Regions from separate parts of the Mus musculus genome. Here regions 1 and 2 are each linked to region 3. The links are chromatin contacts, called in public ChIA-PET and promoter capture Hi-C maps. All regions are on one chromosome and are shown on one strand. The core of a region is the stretch at or near the end of the contact, and the rest is flanking DNA. Distances in the headings are between cores, read along the strand shown. Region 1 holds the start of 1700037C18Rik (RIKEN cDNA 1700037C18 gene). Region 2 holds the start of Nlrc3 (NLR family, CARD domain containing 3). Region 3 holds the start of Ubald1 (UBA-like domain containing 1).

Evidence for each region. Promoter capture Hi-C pulls out the DNA fragments that hold promoters and counts their contacts. ChIA-PET counts read pairs in DNA pulled down with a chosen protein or histone mark.
Region 1: a promoter capture Hi-C map of pre-B cells shows a contact between it and region 3, with 2.1 times the contacts expected there. The contact joins the promoter of 1700037C18Rik here to the promoter of Ubald1 in region 3. A contact is called at or near these places in 1 of 39 promoter capture datasets (pre-B cells), 1 of 484 Hi-C or Micro-C datasets (CD4 T cells) and 1 of 115 datasets of contacts at active chromatin or transcription factors (bone marrow-derived macrophages).
Region 2: an RNA polymerase II ChIA-PET map of memory CD8 T cells shows a contact between it and region 3, with 19 read pairs. The contact joins the promoter of Nlrc3 here to the promoter of Ubald1 in region 3.

What each region holds. Positions count from the first base shown.
Region 1 is chr16:3,905,938-3,910,308 of GRCm38.p6, forward strand. 1700037C18Rik (RIKEN cDNA 1700037C18 gene) reads right to left here and starts at 2,752. Exons shown (of 3, transcript NM_028484.2): 1 at 2,513-2,752; 2 at 904-1,257; 3 at 1-363. The coding sequence starts at 2,516. The coding sequence ends at 206. Cluap1 (clusterin associated protein 1) reads left to right here and starts at 3,072. Exons shown (of 12, transcript NM_029738.2): 1 at 3,072-3,216. The coding sequence starts at 3,195. It overlaps Gm41410 (predicted gene, 41410), which reads right to left and starts at 2,716. Exons shown (of 4, transcript NR_153801.1): 1 at 2,668-2,716; 2 at 967-1,257.
Region 2 is chr16:3,975,254-3,979,502 of GRCm38.p6, forward strand. Nlrc3 (NLR family, CARD domain containing 3) reads right to left here and starts at 1,379. Exons shown (of 18, transcript NM_001081280.2): 1 at 1,076-1,379. The coding sequence starts at 1,124. It overlaps Slx4 (SLX4 structure-specific endonuclease subunit homolog (S. cerevisiae)), which reads right to left. Exons shown (of 15, transcript NM_177472.5): 15 at 3,852-4,249.
Region 3 is chr16:4,878,502-4,882,818 of GRCm38.p6, forward strand. It overlaps Ubald1 (UBA-like domain containing 1), which reads right to left and starts at 1,350. Exons shown (of 3, transcript NM_145359.2): 1 at 1,116-1,350. The coding sequence starts at 1,235.

The DNA.
Region 1 (4,371 bases), core at 1,502-4,001, 970 kb before region 3:
CTTCTGTCCCTCTCATGGTTCTTCTTCCTTCCTCCCTCCCTCCCTCATGCTTTCCCCAGACTAGCCCAGGTCTCCTGCTGGGCAACTCTGGGGGCCATCTCAATGGGGAGGACTGCCGCTGGGACGAACCCTTCCTCAGTAACACTGGCCTCCTCCTCCTCGGCCATCCTTCCCCTCTTGTTCCCCAGCCCTGGCACTTTGGCTCCTATGTCCTCTCCAAGGCCCCAGAGCGGGTTCTCTTGCACAAGGGACACATGGTCTCCTCCAAGGCTCTCCAGGACCTCTTGGGCCTGAGTCCCAAGCCCTCGGGGGGACCAGACTGGGAGGGGACACCCTTGGCTGGGTCCATGCTGGAACTGGAAGCTGAGGAAAGAGGAAAGAAAAGTCACTCAGAGGGGCCCAATCTAAAACATTACCTTGGGGTCCTCGGCCCTTACAACCTTCAAGGCAGTGCCTCCTTGGCACTACTTCCTTGAAAGAACTAGTGAGGGTGAGGAAGGGATGTCAGTGGGTCAAACCTGAAATGTCATGAATCCTTCATTTATAAAATGAAGGAACTGAGGCAAAGTTGTCCAAGGTCCATCAAAATAGAGAGAATAGGAACCTAGAACTCCTATCCCAGATTGTCTCCTCTGCCTTACACATCCCAAAAGGCTTTTGCTGTGGTCCTGAGACTTCAAAGGACTTATTGTGTACATTGATGTTCTGAATCAATAGTGGGGCACACGGATTAAAAAAAAAATTAAACAAGATCTTGGCCCCTGGAGCATGACATTATTTTAGTGTGTCCTGGCCACTGCATCCTTTCCTAGTTCTTGGCAGAAGGCTAGGAAATGAAAAGGCCCATTTGAGTTCCCTTCAGTCTTTCTTTCGTGTCTTTAGTCCTGCCTTAACAGAGCTTACCTGTATTTCCCAGGCTGTCCCTGGGCAAGTGGGCTTCCAGAAGGGCTGAGCAATGGCTGTTACCTGGACCCAGGGTCCCCTGTGGCAGGTCCAGGGGCCAGGGTGAGCCTTCAGGCCGTGTCAGGCTGCCCCCAGCCATGAGCCGGCCTAGCCAGTGGCTTCCACATTGGCCAGCAGGCTGCATGTGGCCTGGCAGGTAGAGAGCCAGGCTCCGGAGGTGTCGCAGTCGGAAGTTCTTGGGCTTGCTTCCCTGAGCACTGGGGCCCTGCTGCTGCTGGGCCCCCAATCCTCCCTCATAGATGTTGGGTGGTGTGTCAGGGTGGCTGGGGCGTCCTGGGGCCCAGCTCACTGCATCTGCAAGAGAGAGAGAGAGAGCAGGAGGGTGATGGCCAGTGGGAACAGCATCTGGGGGAAATGCAAGTACCAACTCATACGTAGCTTCTACTCCCTGGCTATCCAGTCTTAGTTCCTGTCTATTCCCACTACTCCGCTGCTCCCCTAACAGAGGCGCCCAAGCAGCCCAGGACTTTGGCACTGAGATCCCGTTGAGCACTTCAAGCTCGTTTTGTGCTCTCTACTCTAAAAAGAGTATGCTGGCACCAGTGTATATAAGCACAGTGGGTACAAGAGGGCATGCCTGGCCCAGTCATATAGCCTAGATCAGGAGTTACTCCCTTCCCAAGCATGCACATCCCTGGGCTCTCCCCAGTAGCTTTGGGCCCAGGTTGGGACAGTGTGGCATCTCTGCTGCTGCTCCTCCCTGCAGCCAGGCACCTTCTCTTATTCGAAGCTCAGAGAATGCACAGACCAAGGCTTCCATGGAGGGCCAGTATGGTGGGGGAGGAGTGGCCAGGCCTTCTGTGCAGTAGGGCCTGCTCTCCCCTGTCTAGGGGGTGGATCTGCAGGTCTCCCATAGCAACTGGTCCTTATGATGTCACAGTAAAGACTAGTCTTCCTGGACCTCCTAGTTTGGGAGAGTATGGTATGTCAGGGGCAAGGAGGGAGGCGGGCAAGGGAAGAGACCAGAAACCTAGGGTAAATTTGTTGATGTTAGATTCAGAGCAAGCCACATAAGACAAATTGGCTTTGGTATGCTGGAAAGTCATTCGCTAGGCTTCCTCATTTGTGGCAGGGAGAACGAGGATTTGGAGAACAAACCTGTAGAGATCTGAATCATGCTGAGAAGATGGTTCTGGGTGACACTTGTCTAATTATCCATTTTCTCATAGGTTAAGCAGTATGTAGATAATGCCAATTTTTTTCCTGTGCATTCTGACAAACTGGAACAATTATTCTGCTGGTAGAAATATAAAACTACAGGTTCTTTAGAATCTTAACTCCACCACAACTCTGTTTCATTATAGAAAATTTAGTTCTAGGTTTTACATCTAGGTGTATGAACCATTGTTTTTTACATAGATATTAATTTGCTATGGATTGCTCATTGTTTCAAAACCATTTGTTGCAAAGACTGTTCAAATGCATTGTCCCCCATGTTAGACTAGCCACGAATGTATGGCCCTACCCCACATATTTTTGTCCTTAAGTATCTACTCTTGGTCAGTACCACCGTGTTCTAGCCAAGGGCACCTTTACTTCTTGCACCTACCCATTTTCCTTATCGCCCACCCTTCCTGGCACAGCTCTCCTCTCTCCAGCCCTGCTTTTGTCGCGGTTGTCCTCGACTCGTAGCAGTCACCAAGGAGAGTTCTCTGTAGAGCCTGTGCTGACCCTGACACCCTAGGCGTGGTACACCAGCACTACCTCGCTCCACAGTTTCCAGGGCAACCTCTGGCGCGCGAGTCTGGGCGCCAATTTCCGGCTTGTCGGGAATACTGACTAGCTGTGCGTGCACAAAAGCCTTCCGGGTACAGGTCTCGAATTCTGCCCAGGGTAGGGTATCTTCGTTCCTGTCATTCTGTGGATACTTTATGAGGCTTCGACTGCGGGGTTTAGCTATGCTTTTACAAATACAAAGGAGACTCGGTCACAAAAGGTTATAATGTGCTCCATATATCAGTGAGGTAATGAGAGTTCCAACGGGACCAGAGCCAAAAGCGCTCTCTGAAAGACTATGACGTTGCGCAGCTCGCAAGGTGCTTGGCGCCACCTGTTGGTCTGTGTCCTGCGCTTGCGCTCACCACCCCTCTTCGCTTCCTGTCCTGTTTGGCCTGGTCCGCACGCTGTCCAAGGCCTCTGAGCGTTGCTATAGAGACCGGAGAGCGCTGGGCCTGCGAACTCTACAGAGACGGGCAGCGGCGCCCCAGTGGACTCTTGGGGACCAGAGCGCCATGTCTTTCCGCGACCTCCGCAGTAAGGCTGCACCCGGCTTTCCCGTGGGCTTCCCAGGATCTCGAGACTCCCCTGCCGGACCCCTGCCAGAGCCGTGGGCCCAGGCAGGCCGTGGGTCCCTGGGCCAGCCAGGGGCTGACAGAACTTTACAGCACCTTTGGAAAGTTCGGTCCGTCACTGGCCACGTGTAGCTAGAACACTGGGAATGTGTCTCGAGCCGCTGAAGAACTGAATGTTTAATTTCACCTCATTTTATCTCTGGTTGTCACGGCCACATTTGCAGCCGCATTAGAAAGGTCTTGCGGAAATGGAGACTTCTTCTGCATTTAGTTTGTAGAAAGAACCAGTAAAGCCGAGGAAGTGGCCGGATGAATGGATGGCTAGTGCTGCTAGGTTGTTTTGTTCATTTTTGAGGGTTTGTTTTGTTTGTTTGTATGTTACAATCTGTCACATGCTGTCCTCTATGTGGGCAATATTTCATTTACTCCTAGCAGGTTTGTGCCCTGGTTAGAGATGAAACAGGCAGCAAGAGGTCAAAGTAATTGAACGAGTTGCTTTAGAGTTTGAATCCAGCTTGCCTGAATGCCAAATACTGGGCAGAGAACTTGGCTAGAGAGTGGGGAAGCAGACTACTCTTACTCGTTATACTCTTTGGGGGAAACATCCTTTTTGTGGCAGGTGATTATATTTCACCCTTATTGTTCCTAGTTTTAACTGCAAGTTAAGTAGTATAGCTACCCCTGGTTCACACAGCTAGAGTGATGGGACTGTGTGACCTAAAAAATCTTACTTCACTTACAGAAGAGTAGCAGCTATTAGGGTCGTGTTGTCTAGGGTTTGAGGGTATTTGAAACAGTGTAATTATGACTGTCCCACGTAGTTTTTGATGAGGCTGGCACTTTACTGGGATCATTGAATAGTGATCATTGTACTGGAAAGAATATTTAAAAGGAGTATTTCAGAATTTATACTGATTTATATTTTTTTACCTTAAATAAATGCTGTATAGTGTGTAATCTATGAGACTGTCACCATTTATAACAGTGGAGAACTTGATAGCTACTACTTAGCTAAAAGGAGTGTTTAGGCAAAACCTGACTTTTTTCATAGAGGTATAAGGAAAAGCTGCAATATAAAGGGTATACATATATGGGATATATGTGTGTGTGTGATATA
Region 2 (4,249 bases), core at 129-2,628, 900 kb before region 3:
TTCAAAGGACTTAGATCAGTGCTTCTTGACTCTGGCAAAGCATTATGTCTGGTGGAGCCTATTCTGTGCCATGCTTCTCTGCCAGGGCCACAGACCCGGCCTGAGCCAGGTGAGTCCCTTCCAAATGCCGGCCTTGCCCCACCTAGCTTAGCTAGGGTGGGGACGGGGAAGGGGGGGGCAGGGGGAGGCGGCACTGTTCATATCTCTGGCCACACACATAGTACCTTGGGTTTTTTTGTATGACCTACTCTTTACCCTCATCTCCCTCCCCAGGCCTGACTTAGCAACCATAGCAACTATCTGGTTTCTGAGATCAGCATCCTGAAAGAAGTAACTTCTGCCCTAAGGATACACCACAGCATTGACCTGGAGTACCAGCAAGCAGGTAGATCTAGCCCTCCCAGCAGCAAAGTAGATACAACCGTTGCGGGATGGCCAAAGTGAGCCTGTGATAAGGAGGGGAGCCGGGAGGAGCCCCAGGGCCTAGAAGCCTGTCCATGGGTGGACACCATAGCTAACACTCCCTGTGTTTAACATTCACTAGGCTTTGCAGCCACACCTCTTACAGAGGCCTCCCTTGGTTAGCAGTCTCAGAATGACAAGTTTTAACTAACGCCAGGGTGTGGCTAGGAGTGGCCCTGGGGGAGGGGTATTATGGGAAAGCTGGGAGTTGTATGTAGCACGCCCCTTGACCTTTGGGGTAGGTGCTGGAGTTGTGACTCCACTTACAGGTGGCAAATGAACACAAGAAGAGGGTCACCTGCTTGGGATCACAGCCTTGGAGGAACCGGGTTCCAATCGTGGTGCTGCTTACTTGCAACCTGCAATGCATCCTGCTCCGCCCATGCCATCACCAAGAACACAGAGCTGGGTCTTCTCCCCTAGAACTTGTGGATCATCACCCTGGGCACAAGTGAGTCTACCAGACACTGACGCATCCAGACCCAGCAGCTCCAACACCCAGGGCTCAGCACTCCGTAGCCTCCTCGTGCCCTCAGGCCTTCAGAGCCTCTACCCTCCCTAGCAGCTTTTCCTGAGTCCTCCCTTGCACCGATGTGCTCTGGGTGCTACTTACCTTCCTGCCATGGTGGCTGCTCCAGGGTGCTAAAGGGCTCCGCCTGCATGCTCCTGGGCACAGCTCTGCTCCAGTGAGCGGGAGGCCATGTTTATGGCTGAATGCCTTGGGTAGTCAGTGGCAGGTCAGCTGAGGCTGAGACCTTGGTCTGTCCAGAGCTGAGGAAACCTTCTCTGAAGAGATCAGGGGAGTTTATCACACTGATCACGCCAGGGCTGGGAGTGACAGACCTACCACATCCTGTAGTCCCCAGGAGCCCACCCACTGTCACTGCAGCCCCTCAGCTCTTCCTGTCCTCCACCTCAACCTTCCTTCCTGTCTAGTTTTAAAAGCTAACAGCCTCGCTGACAAATCAGTGAGCTGCTTGGCCCCAGGCTCACCTCTTTGGTTCTGTCACATCCCCCAGAGTAGGGAAGTTATGTTGGATCTCCATTCTGGGACTGAGCATCCTCACAGCATGTGCTCGGGATGGGTACAGTGCCAAAATTGTTGACATTCATTCTCCATCCTCCAACAGACTGTCAGAAGGTGGGGGGTGGGGAAGCAGGGGGCAGGGAGGAGGTCAGCACCTGGGTTTAGGTCACACTGCTGAGAGATAGTCAGTGGGGCCGGAATGCCTGCATGCCTCCAGGCTTTGATACCCAGTGACCTTCCTCTTATTAAAGCACGTCTTTCACCCTAGAGGTGCTTCTGACCTAGCCCTATCCCTGTGAGTCAGTGGACCCTGGAATGCAGCACACAGCTATTCACAGCAGGAAGGTAGGTGTCCTGCTCAGATGCAGAAGAAAGGATAAGGACAAGGACGTGGCTGAGAGCGATCAAAAGAGAAAAAAAAAAGCTTGCAATAAATGGACCATTTAGAATGTCTTCTACTGATGGGGGAGTAGGGAGGGGGGAAGGAAGCCATTTACTGTGACAGCTCTGACTGACTTAGGAGACGTGGTAGCCAAGTGACCAAGGGGCCTTGGGCTCTTCAGCAAGCACACAGAGTTCTCAGGCATCTGTTGAGTTCCGATGTTGAGAGCAGCCTGCATGCAGGGGTGCAGGAGGCATGTGGCAGACCTTTGTTTCCCATGGAGAGGTAGGACTTTGGTGCTAGGTTAGAAATGCTGTTTTGGAACGTCTGCCACCCATCTCTTTCCCTACTGAGCACAGAGGAGCAGGCTGGGAACTTGTGGACACCGTGGCAGACCATGGGAAGCCTGAGGAGGCTCTAAGCAGGGGAAGCAGAGAGCTATAGTCCTGGCCAAGGGGTGCAGCAAAGGTGCTTTGTGGGCCAGTCACACGAGGCCCAAGAGGCTCAGCCTGCCTCCTCCAGAGATCTAGCAGGAGAGGAAACAGCCTTCTTCCTGAGGATCTTGGGGAACATCCTAGTGCTAGCTCCTTCCTCTCCTCCCAGTAATGGCCACCAGCCCCATACATGGGCTATTCTGATGTGTGTGTGTGTGCACGCACATGCATACACACATGCCCAAATATACACATTTCTCCAGGGTCTTCTTCACTCTGAGACTTTGTTACCTGAGAGCAAACAGCAAGGCAGTTAGTAGGCTCAGTTCTTCTTAACTTGGGGAGTGTAAGGCTTCCAGCCTGCAGTCAGGGGCCTTTTCCTATGGTTTCCTTACCTGAGCTAGTAGTTGTTTATCCAAGCTAGGCTGTGGTTCAACACAGACAAGCCTAGCCCATGGCAAGGGCTGGACCACAGAAGTGAACAGGCTAGAGGTCTGTTCATATTACCCAGACCTCCCTGTCCACCCAGACCACATCTGGTGATATGTATGATGTACTTGTGTCCAGCACACATTCTGTGTTGGGGCTAAGTACTTCTTGTGCTAACCATATGAAGGCAGTGTGGTTTCTGGAAGAGGACTCCTCCTCACTTTAATCAATGAGTAGTCCCAGTGCCCATGTAGCTTCAGCATCACCGAAGGATGAGGCAGCCATGCACCTTGATTTCAATCAGCTGGCCCAGTGCTGTGATGCTGGAGCCAGGGTGTTTTGTGGGAAGGTCCCTGCTTGCTGGCCGCTGCTCTGGCTGATGGCCACGCCTTCATTGCCTACGTTCACTTTAACCTACCTCCTCCAGAGGCAGCAACTGGCTGTTTTAAAGTAAGTGAATGATGCTGGATACATAGGTTCAGGGGTTCAGAAATCTATCACTGGACTACCCATGGCACTTGGCTTCCAATTGCCTGCCTGGCCATCAAACGCAGGAATGGTTTCTTTCTGGTTGACCACAACCAGGACACATTCCACAAACACCAAGCTGTGTTCTCACCTCCCTAAGCACTGCTGGCCTCTGAGATCACCTCATAACTCTTTCCCAGGAATCTGTTCTTGATGTCGTAGCTTTCTTATTATAGTGCTAGAAACTTAACCCAGAGCCTTAGGTATACGAGGCAGGTGCTCTATCATCAAACTGCACTCTAGCTCCTAAAAGAATGGCTGGCTGACCTTTCTTTCCACATAGCCTGGAAACAGATCTAGGTCGGTGTTAACAAGGCAAGCTGACTCAGCAGGCCCAACAGGCCCAGCCTGGTACTTGTGACACTCCAGTTGACTGAGACTGTCCCTGGCCTGCTTCCCTGAGCAGCAGCAGCAGCAGCAGTTAGTGCCCGTGAGGACCCCATTAGTGTGATGAACACAGAGACAATGTTCTCGAGGAACCGTTGGTCAGTGGACAGTAAGCAGTCCTGGCACCCCAAGAAAAGAACACGCGCAAAGGTGTTGTAGGCAGCAGAGCAGGGGGCCCAAGCTCACTGTGTGTTCCCGGTGGTTTTCTCAGAGAGGAGTGTCTAGTTTATTTATTTATTTATTTTTAAATAAAGTCTTCTTTGTTTTTATTGCACATTATATAAAACAACTTCACTGTATTTAAAACACACAAGGACACTCACAGGCTGTGAAAACCCAAACTTCTGTTTTTTTCTGGTCCCAGAGTCCACACTGGGTCAAGGAGGCTTAACACAAATGGGTGGAGCCCACAAACATGCTTACTTTGGGGGTCTTCATAGCTGTGCTGGGCCCTACTTGTAGGATGCTGGTGACAGTGGCAAGTATCTGGGCAAGCACAGGGTGCAGGCCGCCCGTCGGTGTCTGGTCTGCCATGGCGGCTGGGCTGGTTTCAATGCTGAGAAGGCTGGACCCAGTTGCCTGTCCCAGAATATAGGGCAG
Region 3 (4,317 bases), core at 100-2,599:
TAGGGACATTGGCCTGGAAGTCTAGCAGGGAGTAGATAAACAGATCGAAGGCTTGGTATCCAGAGCTGGAAGGGCTACAGTCTTCCCAGCCTGGGGAGGTTCTGATCCTGCACCAGGAAGTTAAGCCTTGGTCTCCACTTCCTGGCTTTTCCTACTGAAAATGGGATGGTTCCCACTGGGAAGCCAAGCTCTGGGGTCTCCAACTGGGCACAGAATACTAGACTGGCTCTGGTTGTGACTCACACATGTACCCACACAGCTACAAGCCAGAGAGTCTCATCTCGATACCCACAAGTGGTGAATGTGGGGTTTTGAGTTAGAGGAACAGAGGCATCTTAGTAACACAAAAGACTGGGCACATAATCCTACCGGTCAAGAGAAACCTGGGAGTAGATGAGAGCCAGACTGACCTTCCCATCTTCTGTCTAAAATGCCCTAAAATAAGTGAACCGTATACAGTACACCATCCCAAGATACAGGTTCCTTTGTCAGGCCCGAGGATACCCAGGTCTTCATAAGGATCCCGCCCCGGTGACACCTTTGGAGTGGGCTACACACATACAGACTCTCGTAATTTACTCTGAGGATCCAGCACACCACCCATACACTCCATGACGTATATGAACATACACCGCACCATACCCAGCACGATTACCATCAGCAAACCACCACCTATGTACACGCTGCACACACACACCAAACATGACACAAAGGTATCCTGTATCAGACACGCACTCGAGACGGGCTTTGAGTCCGCACACGCGCCCACATGCCCACAACCTTCGATGTGCCCTGCTGACGCCCAAGCGCGGTGCGTGCGTAAATACAAATCCACATGTACGTGTGCGCACTCCCGCAAACCGCCCACCCGGCACACCGACCCTGAGACCGCTCTCTCCAAGCGACTCCGCCTCCGGCACGGCCCTGGGCGTCTTCCAGGCGGCTGTCTCCTCCTCAGCCGTTACCGGGACCGGGGGGGGGGGGGTGTTGGGGGAGGGTATCCAGTCCTGATAGCGGGGTTTCCGGGGCTCTGGCCTGGCGGTCGGTGATGCCCGCAGCCGGCACCCCGGCACGTGTCCACACCGCCCGCGCCCGTCCCCGGTTCCCCTACGCACCTCGAACTGCCAGTGGGCCGCTTGTAGCAGTTGCTTCGCCTGATCGGCCGCACAGCCCGCCGTCAGCACGAACTGGTTGATCATGACCTGGTGTTTGAGCTCGTCCATGTTCACGGACATGGCGCCGCCGTGCAGCCCGCTCCGGCCTCCCTGCGCGCTAGCCTCACGCGTCCACCATTAGCGAGCCGGCCCCGGCTAATACAAATATTTACTGTGCGCTCTGACTCACCGCGCCTCGCTGCCCCGCGGCCGGCGAAGCATGCTGGGATGTGTAGTCCGCGACGCCCCCGCCGAACGGACCGGGAAGGAGCGTGGACGCCCTCTCCCGAGCGATCTCAGTGGGGCGCGCAGCCCGTGCCCCAGGCTGAGAGGCGAAGTTGCGAACCAGGGACCATTGCACAAGCTTGCCTTATCACTGGGCCCTGGAGGTCCTGTGTGCTGCTGTGCTTAGCATCACAATATTAATAGGCGCGCTCTTAGGGGACTCTCTGATAGCTTTGGTCCTACTCCACTGCCCTAGGCTGAAACACTCCTAAAATCCTGAGACTTAGAAAACGCTCGGTATCGCAGAGCATCTGCCTTTCAAGGCGCTGCTAGAAATCACCACCTCCTGGAAGCATTCCAGAGCTCGCAAGGCATCTTTGCCTAACTCTTGGCCAGTCGTGCAGGAAGAGCGTCTTAAAAAAAAAAAAAAAAAAAAAAAAAAAAAAAAAGACAGCCCCTGCTCCGGAGCCTTGGCGTCCCCTTTCTTTCAACTCCCACTTTCCCACGCAAAAGAAAAACTTCCAGCAGCCTGCTGGCAAAAGGACCGCGCGGAGCACGTACAGAAACGGCCACGACTGCCATTCCCACAATGCCCCGGTTTATTTGCATCTTTCTGTCCCAGTGACGTCACCTGAGTGAGGTCGCGACTGTACCAATGGGCCGTCACGGGGTGTTAGGACCTGGCCATATAAGGTAAACAAAGCTGGCCGCCCAATGAGGCGGCGGCGGGGGCGGGCGCATCACGTGGCGTGGGGGCGGGGTCGGGAGCTGGGTGCGTGATTTCGCAGGCGGTGTTTACAGCCCCGCACATGCCACTTCCGGCTGACGTCGCGGTTGGTAGAGTGGCCGGTCGGACGTGGAAGAGTCGCCCAGAAGCTGGGGGGAGGAGAGGGCTGGCGTTGTCTTCTCGGCTGAGAGACGTTGCCCGGGTTCTTTGCTCTCACTGGCCTCACCTTTGACCTGGCCCCCTGTAGAACCAGCCGGGAGGGGAGGCGTTAGGTCCGAAAGCTTCATTATAGCGACACTGCCCCGAGGAAGTAAGCGCAGGCCTCGGAAGCCAACTGCGGGCTCTTGAGACGTTTTGATACACCTGATCCTTTGTTCTCGCTAGGACCGCTGAGGCCGTAAAGGTGTGGGGCCCAGTTGATACCTAGGGAAATGGAGTTCTATCTTGCCCTTCACTCCTAGGGGCTCTCCGATCGGGTGGCTGGAGGAAGATGGGAAGGAGGTGGGACTGAAAGATCCTTAGATAGGAAGAAAAGGAGGAAGAAACGAGGACGGGGAGCTTGGAAGGCTCTGAGTTATAGCTGCGAGTTTAGTTTATGGGTAGCAGCGGGACTAGTGAGTGTCTCCCTTTCTTAGACGTTTTGCCCATCTGTCCACACGAAGTAAGATTTCAGCCTCTTTGCTGCCTTTTGGAGAAACACTCAGCAGTAGTCTTTGCATATCAACAGTACCCCAATTTTTTTGCTTTTGCTGAGAATATGCCTTTATTTCTAGGAAGCATCATGCATGTGCTTTTGTTTGTTTGTTTTCGAGACAGGGTTTCTCTGTGTAGCCCTGGCTGTCCTGGAACTCACTCTGAACTCAGAAATCCGCCTGCCTCTGCCTCCCAAGTGCTGGGATTAAAGGTGTGTGCCACCACGCCCAACTATGCATGTGCATTATTATAGGCAAAACCAGCACACATGGAGATCACAGTAAAAGGCCGCTCTGATTTCACTGTTGCCATGGAGACTGTAACAAAGTCTGAAGGAAGGTGGGTAGGTTGTAGCCAGACAGACCTGGATGGCATTTTTGACTGTTGTTTCTTCGAAGTTCCACTCTTGTGTGGGAACTCTCCTCACTGTGCAGTGTGGGATGGATGAGCATGACAGACCTAGCAAAAGGCCTGGTACTCTGTGTACAAGACTTGGCATGCATCTCTTCTCGAGTCCTGCGTTAGCTACTGTAGGGAGTGTCATTCCCATTTTTATAGTAAGCAAGCTGATGGTGGATTTCCTTATACTTGTGACATTTGGAGCTAAAGAAAAGACCAGGCACCCAGTGAGCCAGCTATATCTTTCAGGCAAAGGAAGCTGAGTATTGGGTCGGGGGATCTTTTGTTCATGGATGTAGGATCACAGACAGGCACACCCTTCTACCTTATCTAGTCACCTCAGTGGCTTGCTCAGCCCAGAGAGAGCTACTGCATGCAGGCCTTGCACTGGCAGAACAAAAAGCTGACAGAAGGGAAGGTCACCCTGCCAGGTGATGAGTTACTCCAGCTAGCTTGTTTTTCCCAGCCGTGGCAGGGAAAGAAAACAACGTTGTTTTCAGCCACTATTTGCTTGGCTGGAGGGTGGACTTTGGATTTTTTAGCAGTCTGGGATGTGCCCTGGGAACAGGGCCAGAAGAGAATGTGAGAGAGAATAGGGCATTTCCAGCCTTCCCTTACCTGAGGTTCAGGTATGATGAGAAATGTCCCCATTCACAGAGCTAGTCAATGGAGGTGTGTTGCTGCTGCTGCTGCTGCTGCTGGTCTGCAGGCACCCTCTCTTCTGTCAGTTGATCTCCGTTGCCTTACTCATCATCTGGCACATAGTAGCTGCACAATAAATATTTGTTGAATAAAATTAATCCATTCAAATGTTGATAGTGGACAAACACAGAAGGATATTGCTGGAGGGGTTTGGAACTCCTGAATTCAAACTCTTTAAGAACACTGTTTAGTGACACTTCTGCTTGGTAAAATACCTGCTGTGCCCAGGTTCTCCATTTTCTTGAGACAACCAGAGCCCTCAGGACTTTTCCCTCTGTATGATCAGGGAAGGCAGGAGACTGAATTCAGAGCACTTTTGCATGTGCGTGCGTGTGTTAAAACATTCATGTAGCATATATACCATGAAATATGCATAAGAGTGTTAGGATTTCACAGGGAGAACTTTTCTTTTTTGAT